Linked DNA regions of Hordeum vulgare: region 2 is linked to region 1. The links are chromatin contacts, called in public Hi-C maps. All regions are on one chromosome and are shown on one strand. Each heading gives the region's core, a stretch centred on a gene start, on an enhancer-like site or on the middle of the called end of the contact. The rest is flanking DNA. Distances are from core to core; before and after follow the strand shown.

Region 1 (6,379 bases), core at 2,018-4,517:
CACCAGAACTTCAATGCAATGAAACGCAAAGGCTTTTTGCGTTTTCTCGAAAAAAAACATAGATAATTTGGACTTAAATGATGGAAAACAAGATACTGTGATATTCCAACTCGTAAGTGTAGTTAAGAGTGACCATCATTAAATAGTTTACCCAGAGAATCAAGCTTGTAGAGAAATTAAGTAATAAATTGTGAGACTGTACTGGCTCTTAGTTTCATTCGCTCTTCCGGTCTTCCCCCTCAAGTACAATTGCACACAAAGAAGAGCTTAGTCAAGTGGACAACTTCTCTTAGCAATAGTGCTCACTAGCTTAATAAACACCACAAAGTAGCTATATTGTTTGTAGAATGATTAGGTAGAATGCATGGGAGTACTTCTTCACCAAATGGGGTAATATCCGTTGTCATCAATGAACACATCAACTAAATCAGTACAAACTATATGATCCAGTAAGTGAGAAAGTATAAACTCAAGCTGCCCCATCTAATTTTGTGTAATTAACTACGCTTACCACTATACTCAATGACGCCTTCAACATAGTGGAAGCTCAAATTCAGTTAATACAACAACAAAAAACTTTTGCTTGAAAGTGTTACCCAATTCCCTTATTTATCTGCATTTTTAAAAATTCAAGTCCTAACATAAATATTTGTTTTTCGTATCCTGCAGAACTGTTTCTTATATGAACTTTGATTATTATTTAAACTACAACACACATCGCATCTTACTTCAACAATGTGGCTCTGTACTCTTTGTAAACAGTTTAGACCATATGCGCCCAGTAAACAAATTAAAAAAACAGTAATTCTAGGGCAAAGGGATGGCAATTCATGCCATGTGGCAAATCAAATATCCGCACACTCATCTCGTACCTTGATTGAAGACTGAGAGAAATGTCCAAGGTCCGCATACATAGCTTCAGAACCTAAGAATTCAAATCGTTTTACATGTGGTCAGGTTTATCATCATCATTTATTCAAAGTGTCGGAGTCAGGGGCACCGCACGACAGCTGTTTTCGGTCCTTACCAGTTACGCACAGAAGGATCCCACCCAGCGACATCCAGCCACCTGTCTGAGTCTTCTGGAGAAACTTGTACATGTAGTATGGCGAAAGAGCTCGGTACACATGGGGATTCCAGTGGATGATGTTGTAGAGCCCTATGATGCTGATGCAGAGAAGCCACAAGCAAACGATAGGCGCGAAAAGAAAGCCGACCCTGTGCGTCCCATAGTGTTGCAAGGTGAATAAGCCCACCAATATAGCGCATGTCACCGGTAGCAATATATCTGAAAACCAACACCATGATGTCACAACCCACAGCAGAATCACAAACCCTCAACACTACATTCAGAAGAAGAAAATAAATACCGCAATACCAATCGACAAGCGATTAAATTGCTTGAATATATTCAATTTGAATCTGAAAAGATATCAATAACAAACCGGTATCAAACAATCATAAACGAAAGCAGAGCAAGCAATTGACCTACATTCGTGCTGCTCATTGTCCAGCTCCAGCTCCAGCCCGGAAACCGCGGAGAACACTGCAACAGAGAGGAACCATAAGACGTCAGGCTCCTGACGTAGCATCAACCAATGCAACACCAACAGCGTAACTTAATCTCTGAGGAAGGATGAAGGAGAAGGAGAAGGAGGAGGAGGAGGGAGCGACCAGAGACGGCAGGGGTGAGCACGCCGTCGCCGATGACCATGCAGGTCCCGAGCAGAGCGAGCAGCAGCAGCATCCTCTGCAGGACCCGGTGCCGCTCCAGCGCGGCGCGCACGGCCGAGAGTGGCGCGGGCGGCGCCGCGCCGCCCTCGCGCCGGCCCGCGAGGTCCTCGCCGTCGGGGAGGAGCCCCGCGCGTACGCGGCGGCATATGAGGGAGTAGAGCGCGAAGGTGCCGCCCTCGCCGTGGTCGTCGGCGCGGAGCACGACGAGGACGTACTTGAGGAGCGGGATCAGGGTCAACGTCCAGAAGACGAGGGAGAGCACGCCGTAGATCTCCTCGTTCCCCGCCGAATGCTCAATGTCCCCGCCGGCGAAGGCGCTCTTGAACACGTACAGCGGCGACGTCGCCACGTCGCCGTACACCACCCCGAGGCTCTGGTACGCCAGCAGCAGCTCCGCGCTCCACGGCTGCAAACCGCCGTCAAGAAAGAAACCAAGAAACGGCCGTCACCGTGGTGCCCCCGGGCCCAAAACCAGACCAGACCGAACAAACACCGAATCTTCCAGAAGGAATCCAAGAACTTACCCTACTCACCTTCCTGCGCGCCGCGCCGCCGCCGCTCTCCGCGTCCATTCCCGTCCTTCCTCCGCCTCTCCCCGCCGCCCGCTCCGCTCACGCGCGAGTCACGTTGCCCAACTGCCAACCGCCAGGCGCGCAAGTTGCCACCCTCGCCGCGCCCATGCGCTGCTGGCGCGCCACCCCGCAGCAGCACGGACGTCGAATCGGGAGCGGAGAAGAGAAGATCTTGGCACCAGCAGCAGCAGGCAAATCCCGTTTTGGCAGGATCACTCGGCTTGGACTTTGGAGTAGCGCAGAGCAGCGGAAGCAAGCCACGCAAGCTCCGTCCCTTCTTGTAGCTTCTCGCAAGAACAAGTGAACAACTACCAACTCGTGTCCTGGCCCGGCTCTCCGTCCTTCACCACGCGGTAGAAAAGGAGTCCGAAACCTCCATTAAAAAACCTGAGGCGCATGGCGCACGCTAAGCCGCAAGGACAAGAAAAGGGACGATTTGGAAGAAGCGAGCAGGCCAACCAGAAGAGACGACTGCCTGTACAATAACACTCCTCTACCAACCCTTTTGATCCCTTCCGAGAATCAAGAGAGCGAGGCTTCTACTTATGGCCGCGGAGGTCAGCAAGCACTGACGACTGGCCGGATCGCGGGGGTGGGTGCCAGGTGGTGTGCAGCCGTATCAGGCGCAGGTTGATCTGCCGTAGCTCTTCTTAGGTTCTTGCATGCCACCGTATGAGCGGTGGGATCGATCTCTGGCTGTGGCTATCGCGGGTCTTGCTTTTCCACGATGGAATTCACCTGCCACTTCGTCGTCTGCCCCTTTTCGTGTGATCCGGTGATGCCTTGTTCAAAAGGAAAACGTCGTTCTCTCCCGTCCATGGAAGTCATGGTGGTCGAGTTGCTGAGATGATGGGCTTGATTATGCATTGAAATCCATTGAATGTGAATCAATGTGGTAAAAGGCTGGAAAATGGTGTCCGGATTTGATTCAAGATGGCCTCTCTGGCGTAGCGGTAACGTGGTCAAGTTTCTGGCATTTGTGCGCGGATTAGTCGGGCGTCCTTTCTATATGGAAGTCAAAGAGGAAATAGACCCGGGATCTGCTTGGTGTAATGGCGAACTGACACCTCTTGGCGGGTCTCTTTCGGAGTTTGGTTTCGCGGCAGGCTTGGCGGTGAAAGATAACTTGGATGCTGATGCCCGTACGCGTCGGTGAAGCGGCGAGCAAGGAGCCACGGAACGCATGCGTTGGTACTACGTGCGGAAAAGGACAAGGGATGATGGAATGGAACAGGGAGACCGTATGTGGATCCGTATGTGGACGGTAGCGAAATGTCGGCTGTAAAAATTGCGGTCGTGATCCTACCTATATCTTTATATCTAATATCTATACTCCTAAGAGCAACTCCAATCCAAAACGCATGTTTTATCCATATTTTATCCATTTGGATTGACATGTTTATTCTGTTTTTTTTCATCTGTGTCTATCATGCGCTCAATGCCGATCCATTTTTCGTATACGCGGCAGGCATGCGATCTATTTTAACATTAAATATATAATATTGCATAGTTCAAGAAACATAAAAATATATCATAGTTTATAAGTGTAACTAATAGTAAATTGTTTCAAATACATTGGAAAAAACCAACATGAATCCATGTATGCTCAACCAAATTATTTTGCAGCTGCATATGAGTTCCCCAATCACGCATCTGATGATGAAACTTGGTGAACTATGCAAACGTTGTTGGTCATGTATGCTCATGCACAATATTGTCATCCTGAAACTGAAATCCTTGATCACGGAGACATTCTGGACGTTCATCCTCTATGATCGTATTATGCATGATCACATAAGTTATTATCACCTTCCACAACTTTTTGATGCTTCAAATTCTAACAGGCTACCGAATGATGCCCCATCGAGATTGAAGAACGTCAAAGGCACGCTCTACATCCTTTCTAGCACTCTCTTGCTCTTGGGCAAATCATCTTCTCTTCTCTCCTACAGGGTTGGGGATTGTCTTGATAGTGTCCACTATGGATAGATATCGTTGGCTAGATAGTGTCCATTATTGTATTGGTGGTCATTGATCTCAACATTGACCTCCAGGCATGCAATTGCTTTCTGTCATCCTAGCAAACATCGGAGAGCGTTGGAGCACATTGATATCGCTGTGAGATCCAGCCATGCCCAAGAAAGAGTGCCAAATCCAGAGATCCGGGGAAGCAACAGCCTCAAGTATGACAGTGAAAGCTTAGACATGGCCCTTATACTACCCCTGCCAAGCAGAAGGGCAGTTTTTCACTTCCAGTGCATATAATCCGTGCTATCGAGCATCCCCATAGGGAGCCCCAAACTGTTGTCGCTCCATACTTATGTGGTCATGGCGATCAACGCAGCTGCCACGATCTCCTCATCATCAGATGAAGAATCATCTGAATCACAAATAACATTCTAAAAAAATCATCGTCGGAGTCCATTGGTACCTTATGGGAAACCGTCAAATAGCTTGCGGGCGTTGTGGGACAAACCGTTCGGTGAAGAGCCCCGCGCCCCACCGAGAGAAGGTAGAGGATATGGGCAGCGGCGATGGGAGATGAAGGCGTCTGGGAGGGTGACTCACATATGGATGGATGGTTGGCGGCGTCGATGGAAGTGGGCGGCGGCGGAAGGAGGTGTGGTGCCCGGGTGAGTCGGGGGGAAGGAATGAAGAGGAGAGTGGCATGCATGCCACCAACTGGCGGGCCAGGGGGAAGAGAAGGGCGGGTGTCACGGGTGTTCGTCCCGTGTCCGCACCGACGCAAATGTGGCCCAAATGTGGGCCTCGAATAGGTTGCGGTCGAAAAAAAACGAATGCACGTCTGTTTGAGTCGTTCCGTTGGGTCGAGTTTTGTGTGTGCGACGACCCAAACGAACACCTGCGGACGAGATGGGTCACACGGTTGGAGTTCCTCTAATATATTCTGGAAAACAAATATATACTCCTAATGCGATTTTTTTACTCGGTCGGCTCATGGCACCTCCAAAGTGGGCCCTTAAATGGCCCGCAGACATTCTAATTGAGCTATCCGGATATACTTTGTCGTCCAGAGTCATGTCGTATTGGTCTCTGGACCGGTCCGCGCGTCAGTTTTCTCGTCAATCAGAAACAAACGAGGGAGGGGATTTTGCGGGAGTTCGATCCTCTACCACGTATTGACTTCGACACCCGGACTCACTCAAAACCACACCAAGACCCACATCTCCATCATTTCCTTATTTCTTCACATCCTCATCCTCCATGGTAGACGCGATGTTGTACCACCCTGGCCACCCTACAAGCCCTTGCCAGAGCTCTGTGACCTCCATCGCTCCACCCAATCGCCACGCTGCTTTGCCTACACCATCATTCCACACATCTCGTTCGTTCTCCCGTGCAAGTACCATCTGGCCCTTGTTGATGTCCTCCGAGGTGTCACTACACCGACAACTGTTTGGTGAAATGCTCGCTCTAAATTTATGATATTTTCTCTCTTCTTTGAAGCAATGGATTTGGACATGGAGTACATCTACTCAAGGAGTGAGTCTTGAGTAACCAAGAGTCCGTGTGATTCCTCAAAACTGACGCTTAATCGTCTAAAGAGTGTGCAATTCTCAAGTGTAATAAACACAAGCTATCATAATATAGTTTAACGTGATGCTCAACCATAAACTAAGTTTGGCTCTCGAGTCTTCTCTCAGAAGAATTCACTCGGAGAGGGGTGCTCAGACAAACACTTGTCAAATCAAACAAAGTAGTGAGGCAACAATGGTTGGGAGGAGGTGACTATTTATAGTCGAAGCGGCACTGAGGGAGAAATGACCAATAGGGGCCTACTGTCAAACCAGTGTATCCAACGGTTGGATTTCACTCACACGACATTTTTTCTTGAAAAACAAGTAAAGTTGACTCCGCTAGGTGAGGATTTCTTTCGAAGCCCATAAGAACATATTTTTGGCTTACGAGTAAAAAATCAATACATGTAGAGGTTTCTCTCAACTCACTTGGGAAAAGTTTTCAATGAAACATCGACAAAGACTAAGCTCAAAACACGTAAACCCCCTTAGTACGATCGCCATATGACTCGAACAAAGAAAATGAAGCTACGA
Region 2 (6,379 bases), core at 1,518-4,017, 410 kb after region 1:
GCGCCTTCCATGTACATCTCATTTGTACCCGCCCTCATTTTCTCGCCCAACTCACAAGCAGACGGACACTACTCGCTGACTGCATCTCCATGCAAAATTATAGATTCACGAGGGTTTTGACTTTCTAGGGTTTTTAAACTTGCAATTGCCAGTTGGCCGGTTGGATCATATATCTGTGTTTTAATTCGTCTGTACAGTCAAGTCCCAACTCACAAGCATAGACCAGTCCAACACTTGATCAACAATCAGGCCTAACACGCTTGAATCTTACCGGTTCGAAGTTGTACATATACTAGTATGCATATTAAGATGTATTTGCAGAAAATATTAGGTGTGGCAGCAGCCAAACCTTGCCAAATAGCTAGCACCGCCCCTGGGTACGTGATGGCATCGGCACTTTACGGATGCGCAGGGCACGGGGAGGAGCGTGCACATTCCTGCTCTGGTGCCGCTTGTTTGCATCGGCCATGTGAGGTTTATCTCCTGTCCTGTAGCTGCATGTGGACAGGATGTTCAGTTCAGACCTGCCATTGTCAAGCGTTCGTGATCGAGACGGCAATGCTCTCTACTCTCCTATTTGCAAAATAAATAAATAAAGAAATAAAACTCTCTACTCTCCAGTTATGATGGTAATCCTTCCTTGACCCGCAACCATGATATGAGCTTTTTTTTTGAGAGTATGCCAAAGACCTATCATAATGATATGGACTTTTCACACACCTCTTTTCGCCCCCTCTGCGTTCTCGCCAACGAGAGATGGATGCTCAATGATGCAGCCTTATAATATGTATGTTCCTCTGCGTGGCTGCGGCCGCACCACTGTTGAGGTCATACATGGCTGCACAAGAGTGAGAACACAACTGAAACCATACACACGGATACGATCGGCAGCGCGGCAGACGGCAGTGGCATGAACGCAGCACGCATGCAATGCGTCCGTGCCGGCGCCTCCTGTTACGTGGTGCACCCCGCCATGTTGCCTGACCTACCTAACCGGGCCAAGAACAGCCAGAGAAATTGGGCTGCCTTTTGCAGCCCCATTGATGGCCGCAGGATGGTTCGGGCCACACGTCCTTTTTGTTTCTGCCAACATTTCGGGGGCATGGCTGGTACCGACTGGAACGTCGAGGGCCCTGTTTTTTTAAAAGTCTTAGGATTTTTTTAGTCTCAATTAAAAAGTCTTTAGTCCCTATTTGTTTTTTCAAGGACTAAAAATGGACTAGAGGCCACTAAATGATATGCAAAAAGACCATGTTATCCATAATAATATACTAGAAGATATTAAATGACATGCTAAAAGTAGGGACACTGTTGGAAAAAGTGCCAAAAAAATCCCAAAAAATCCCTCCCATAGAGACTTCTTCCTTTAGTCCCAAATATCCTCTTTTAGTCCCTAAAAGTCCCTCCCGTTCATTTCACATGGGACTAAGAGGGTGCTTGGATCCAAGAGACTAAAAGGGTGCTTGGATACGTTTTAGTTCCATGACTAAAAGTAATGAGACTAAAACTTGCTAACCTCACCGATGCTTGGATCCAAATACTAAAGAGACTAAAATCAAGTTAATGATCATTTATTATCCTCCAAACCCTTCAATCTAGAACTTTGATGATGAGTTAAATGAGGAGAAAGAGGACTAATGCACATTTTAGTAGGTGTACCCCTGACTAAAAGATTTTAGCCTCAAGACTAGTTTTAGCCTCTCTTTAGTCAAGGGTGCTTGGAACTTTAGCCTCTTAAAGAGACTAGTTTTAGTCTCTTGGATCCAAGCACCCTCTAAAACTAGTCTGACTAAAACTAGTCTTTTTAAGAGGCTAAAGTTTCAAGCACCCCTGACTAAAGAGAGGCTAAAACTAGTCTTGTGGCTAAAGTATTTTAGTCAGGGGTACCCCTACTAAAATATGCATTGGTCCTCTCTCTCCTCATTTAACTCCTCATGCAAGTTCTGAATTGGAGGGTTTGGAGGATAATAAATGCTAATTAACTTGATTTTAGTCTTTTTAGTACTTGGATCCAAACATGGATGAGGCTAGCAAGTTTTAGTCTCATTACTTTTAGTCATGGGACTAAAACATATCAAGCACCCTCTAAAAAAACTTTTTTTAATCCCTACATCAAATTCCAAAAAAACACCCCTTAAAAAAAGACTTTTTTAGTTTCTACGTCAAAAAGTCACTAGAAAGAAACACCACTAACGTGTAACGCGAGTCGACGGTCAGCAAGTAGTACTAGCGATTTTATCTTCGCTGGAAATGGTTGTTAACGCGGGGCCCGCTCGCCGTCCTGTTGCCGCGCACGGTGGTGAAATTCGATCTTCCCTGGCCGGCGACGCTGTGGTAAACCGTGTTGTTAACGCGCCGGTGCTCCGTCCTTCAGAATTGTCCGTCGTACGTGAAGGCATCGCGCCATTTACGGATGCGCACGGCACGGGGAGGAGCGTGCGTGCAGATTTGTCTCCGATGTGTACGCCACGGTGTAATGTTTTCCACAACCTTGAAAGTCTAGCCTTCACGTGCAGTCTGACAACAAAGTCCCTCTCCCTCCTGTATAAACAGTCGAAAAAAGAAAAGTATCCCTCCCATCAAGTTAAAATGAACCACAAAATTACCAGAACTGCCCAATCAATCCACCATTCATTAATTCTCACCTGGGCACAATTATCTTTTTCCTCCCTGGACTGCTCCAACCCACCACAAAAAATCCCCAGAAATGGGCCTATTTTATCCTCCCAAAGTCCACATCCGAGCCTATTAAACCCCCTCGCTTTCGCCTCAGCACCGAAGCCAAATCCAAGCCGCCACCATCACTGCTCCTCAGCACTCTTTCCCCCTCCGCGCAGCTGGGGACGCCCTACCATTTACTACTGAGCCTCTGAACCCGGAGGACGAGAAGAATTGATTGCTGATCCGGCGCAAACCAACAGATTCTTCCTGCCTCCGCCGAGATCATCATCATGGCTGCTGCCGCCACGAGGAGGGCCGCCTCCTCGCTCGTCTCCCGCTGCCTGCTCTCCAGGCCCGCAGCTTCCCCCGCCGCTGTCCCCTCTGCGCTCCGCAGGGCAGGTATGCTAATTGATTGCCCCAGGATCATTCCCTCCGATACTCTCTCTGTAGTACTGGCCGCAGCCGCTGCACCTACTGTTACTAGGAGTAACTCCGTATCCGGAGACTGCAACCAGGATTTAGTACCGTGCCCGATTCAATGATCTGGTGCTGGTAGCAGAGTTTGCGCCTCTTGTTCTTCATGGCTTTCTGTAGATCCAGGCAAGCAGGGCTGACGATCTGTAATTCCGAATCTCAGCGAGTCTGCTTTGTATCGCTTCTCATAAGTATCACCAGTTTAACTTTAATGACACCCATGCTTAGTTAACCGTGGCACCAGCAGTCAAATTAGCACTCCTTGTTTGTCCCATGAAGTAGTATGCTCCTATTGGTTTACTGCTGATTGAAAGCTCTTCGCATGTTTAACAACAACTGTTCCGTGTTCATCCCAAGGAAAACAGTGATCTTGTGGCCTGCTCCTCTACTGATAGTATTTGGCAGTCCCCATCTCCAGGGAAGAAAAGCGCCTCCTTGCTCTTGAATCAAATGTGACGTTCGCTTTGCTCCAATTATTTCTTGCTTGCTTTTCCCATCTCGGCTAATGGACCCTTTGCGCTTGCGTCCAAGTAGTGTGCGTGCTGCTTGGTTCGTTCGCCGTCATCATCGGTGAGCCAAGTTGTTGGGCAGCGGTTTGGACTTTTCTATTGGAGATAAGATCTTTCCCGACGTGATAAGGTATCTGTTTTTTTTCCCTATCAGTCGTTATCGGAACAGTGGAAAACCGAGGTCATGATTTTTCGCCTGATTGATTATCTGTGCTGCTGCTTCGCCGTGGATACAAATGTGTGATGCATTTTTGAAGGACCCAGAGTAATTCGCCTGTACTATAAATGCAGCGAGACCGTAGTAATTTCGCTGGTCATACATTACCGGAAGGAAAAGAGAAATATTTTTTGTTTTTTTAATACTAGTGTAGTGTAAAAAACGCTTTTGTATTATGATGAAACAGGGGGAGTAATAAGTAAAACTACAGGTGATAATGACAAGTGCAAACTTGTTTTGCAAAATTATGAACAGAAGGGCAAAAGTATGACATTTTGCTCGTCGCCAAACCTGGTTGATCTACTCGTCCTGATACCAAATCTGCTTACATCATACCATCTCCAGTTTGCATTTGTTTGGCACCAGATCAGATCGAATCATAGGCGAATATAGTTGTTTATTGGGAGATCACATAATTTGTCCATACATTTTCGCAAAGTGCTATAGTGAGGCTTATGTTCATTAACTCTCTGCTTGCAGATGGGGCACGTGGATTGTTGCCTGGACTCCTTCAGAGGTTCGGCACTGCAGCAGCAGCAGAGGAACCCATCTCGCCTTCTGTCCAAGTGGGCGAGACACAGCTCCTCATCAACGGCAAATTCGTTGATGCTGCATCTGGTAGGCTACTTCAGCTCAGCTGCTAATGAATGAGGCTCGGCCCATGGGGCCAGTTCGGTGGGCTTCAGCTTCAGCTTGAGTACTTTAGGCCCATAAACTGGATCTCTACAGGCTTCAGCTTCTGTTTTCTCACTTTTTTTTCCCTCCCTCTGATCAGTGATGTTCTTGTTGATGTGCTCAACCAACTCACAATGTGCATCTGCATCTAATCAGGCAAGACTTTCCCGACTCTGGACCCTCGCACCGGGGAGGTGATTGCCCGTGTGTCTGAAGGAGATGCCGAAGATGTGGACCGTGCAGTTGTTGCGGCCCGCAAGGCATTCGATGAAGGGCCATGGCCAAAGATGACTGCCTATGTACACACCCTCAGCTGTCATTTCTGCTACTTTTGTAGTTTTTACTCTGGTGCGGCGATGCTCATAGGCGGTTGGAAATTTTCCTCAACAGGAGAGGTCCCGGATTCTTTTGCGATTTGCTGATTTGATAGAGAAACACAATGATGAAATTGCTGCACTGGAGACGTGGGACAACGGGAAGCCCTATGAGCAAGCTGCCCACATCGAAGTGCCAATGCTTGCTCGGCTTATGCGGTACTATGCAGGTGAGAGCAGCGTACATCCTGACAGTAATAGATAAACATACTAGCCAAGAAGTTAAACCCCATACATGACTAACAAAGAGTACTCCATTTCTGCTGAAATATGCAGGCTGGACTGACAAGATCCATGGCCTCATCGTACCGGCTGATGGCCCGCACCATGTACAGGTGCTGCATGAGCCGATTGGTGTCGTGGGTCAGATCATCCCGTGGAACTTCCCACTTTTGATGTATGGCTGGAAAGTTGGCCCTGCTTTGGCCTGTGGGAACACTATTGTTCTCAAGACCGCTGAACAAACTCCTCTATCTGCCCTCTATGTTTCTAAGCTGTTGCATGAGGTTCGTGACATGGCCATTTCATAATTTTTCTTTGCTAAGGAAATTCATACCTAATTATTTCGTTTTATTCTAAGAGTAAAGTTATGGGAAGGATATATATTTTTTTTGAAACGGAGGCAGTATATTTGCCTCATCTCATTTAAATATGGTTGAGAAAGACAAGGTTCGAACATAACATGACCACCAAGGTCAAAACAAAAGGGATCACCAAGAATGGGCTTTGATTTACCTGATAACCTTTTTGAATATCAAAGTGGGTGGTTGTTGGATTGCGTAGTACTGGGATTAGAAGGTGTGAGGACTAGTTTGGACCTTTTGAAACAGCTGATATAACAAATGCGTTACCCACCGTATGTATTGAGTGATCTCTGAAAGCTCTATGGCATTTTTACAAAAGTTGCTTTGCTGCACAGTTTAATTGTTTCTAGAAACTATCCAAGATCCAAATGATTCAAATTTTAGTGCATTCAATTGCTAATTAGTTATTTGCCAATGTAACAAGCAATTCATCCTTCCTTTATTATATAATAGGATACCAACATATATCCGTCATTCTGTCCAAGCCTGTACTAGCATATTGTTTTTAACGTTTTACTATCCTGCAAGTAAGAATTTGTATGGTGCTGCAAGTTTTACTGGATTTAACTGATCAGAGCTTGCATGATTAAATAGGCTGGACTACCCGAAGGTGTCCTGAACATCATATCTGGTTTTGGTCCTACCGCTGGGGCTGCTCTTGCTGGCCACATGGACGTTGACAAGGTAAATCTACACATTCTATAGTTTTCGTGTTATTGAGGCTGACCACAAAACTTACGCAGTATGCATGTTTCTACGGTCCAAATATGAAATTCATTTTTCTCATAATAAGCATATACTCTATTTAGATTGCATTCACTGGATCAACCGATACTGGGAAAGTTATTCTTGAGTTATCTGCACGGAGCAATCTTAAGGCAGTGA

The links. Hi-C and Micro-C count contacts between places; a contact is called where the count stands out from the background.
Region 2: a contact with region 1 is called in a Hi-C map of leaf, with 5 times the contacts expected there. The contact joins the promoter of LOC123413388 here to the promoter of LOC123410542 in region 1. A contact is called at or near these places in 3 of 6 Hi-C or Micro-C datasets (leaf and seedling).

What each region holds. Positions count from the first base shown.
Region 1 is chr7H:119,893,048-119,899,426 of MorexV3_pseudomolecules_assembly, forward strand. LOC123410542 (potassium transporter 24-like) reads right to left here and starts at 3,268. Exons shown (of 9, transcript XM_045103492.1): 1 at 2,268-3,268; 2 at 1,675-2,140; 3 at 1,493-1,546; 4 at 1,028-1,288; 5 at 873-925. The coding sequence starts at 2,306.
Region 2 is chr7H:120,307,791-120,314,169 of MorexV3_pseudomolecules_assembly, forward strand. LOC123413388 (aldehyde dehydrogenase family 2 member B7, mitochondrial-like) reads left to right here and starts at 2,768. Exons shown (of 11, transcript XM_045106318.1): 1 at 2,768-3,060; 2 at 4,342-4,479; 3 at 4,693-4,835; 4 at 4,927-5,080; 5 at 5,187-5,416; 6 at 6,089-6,178; 7 at 6,304-6,379. The coding sequence starts at 2,952.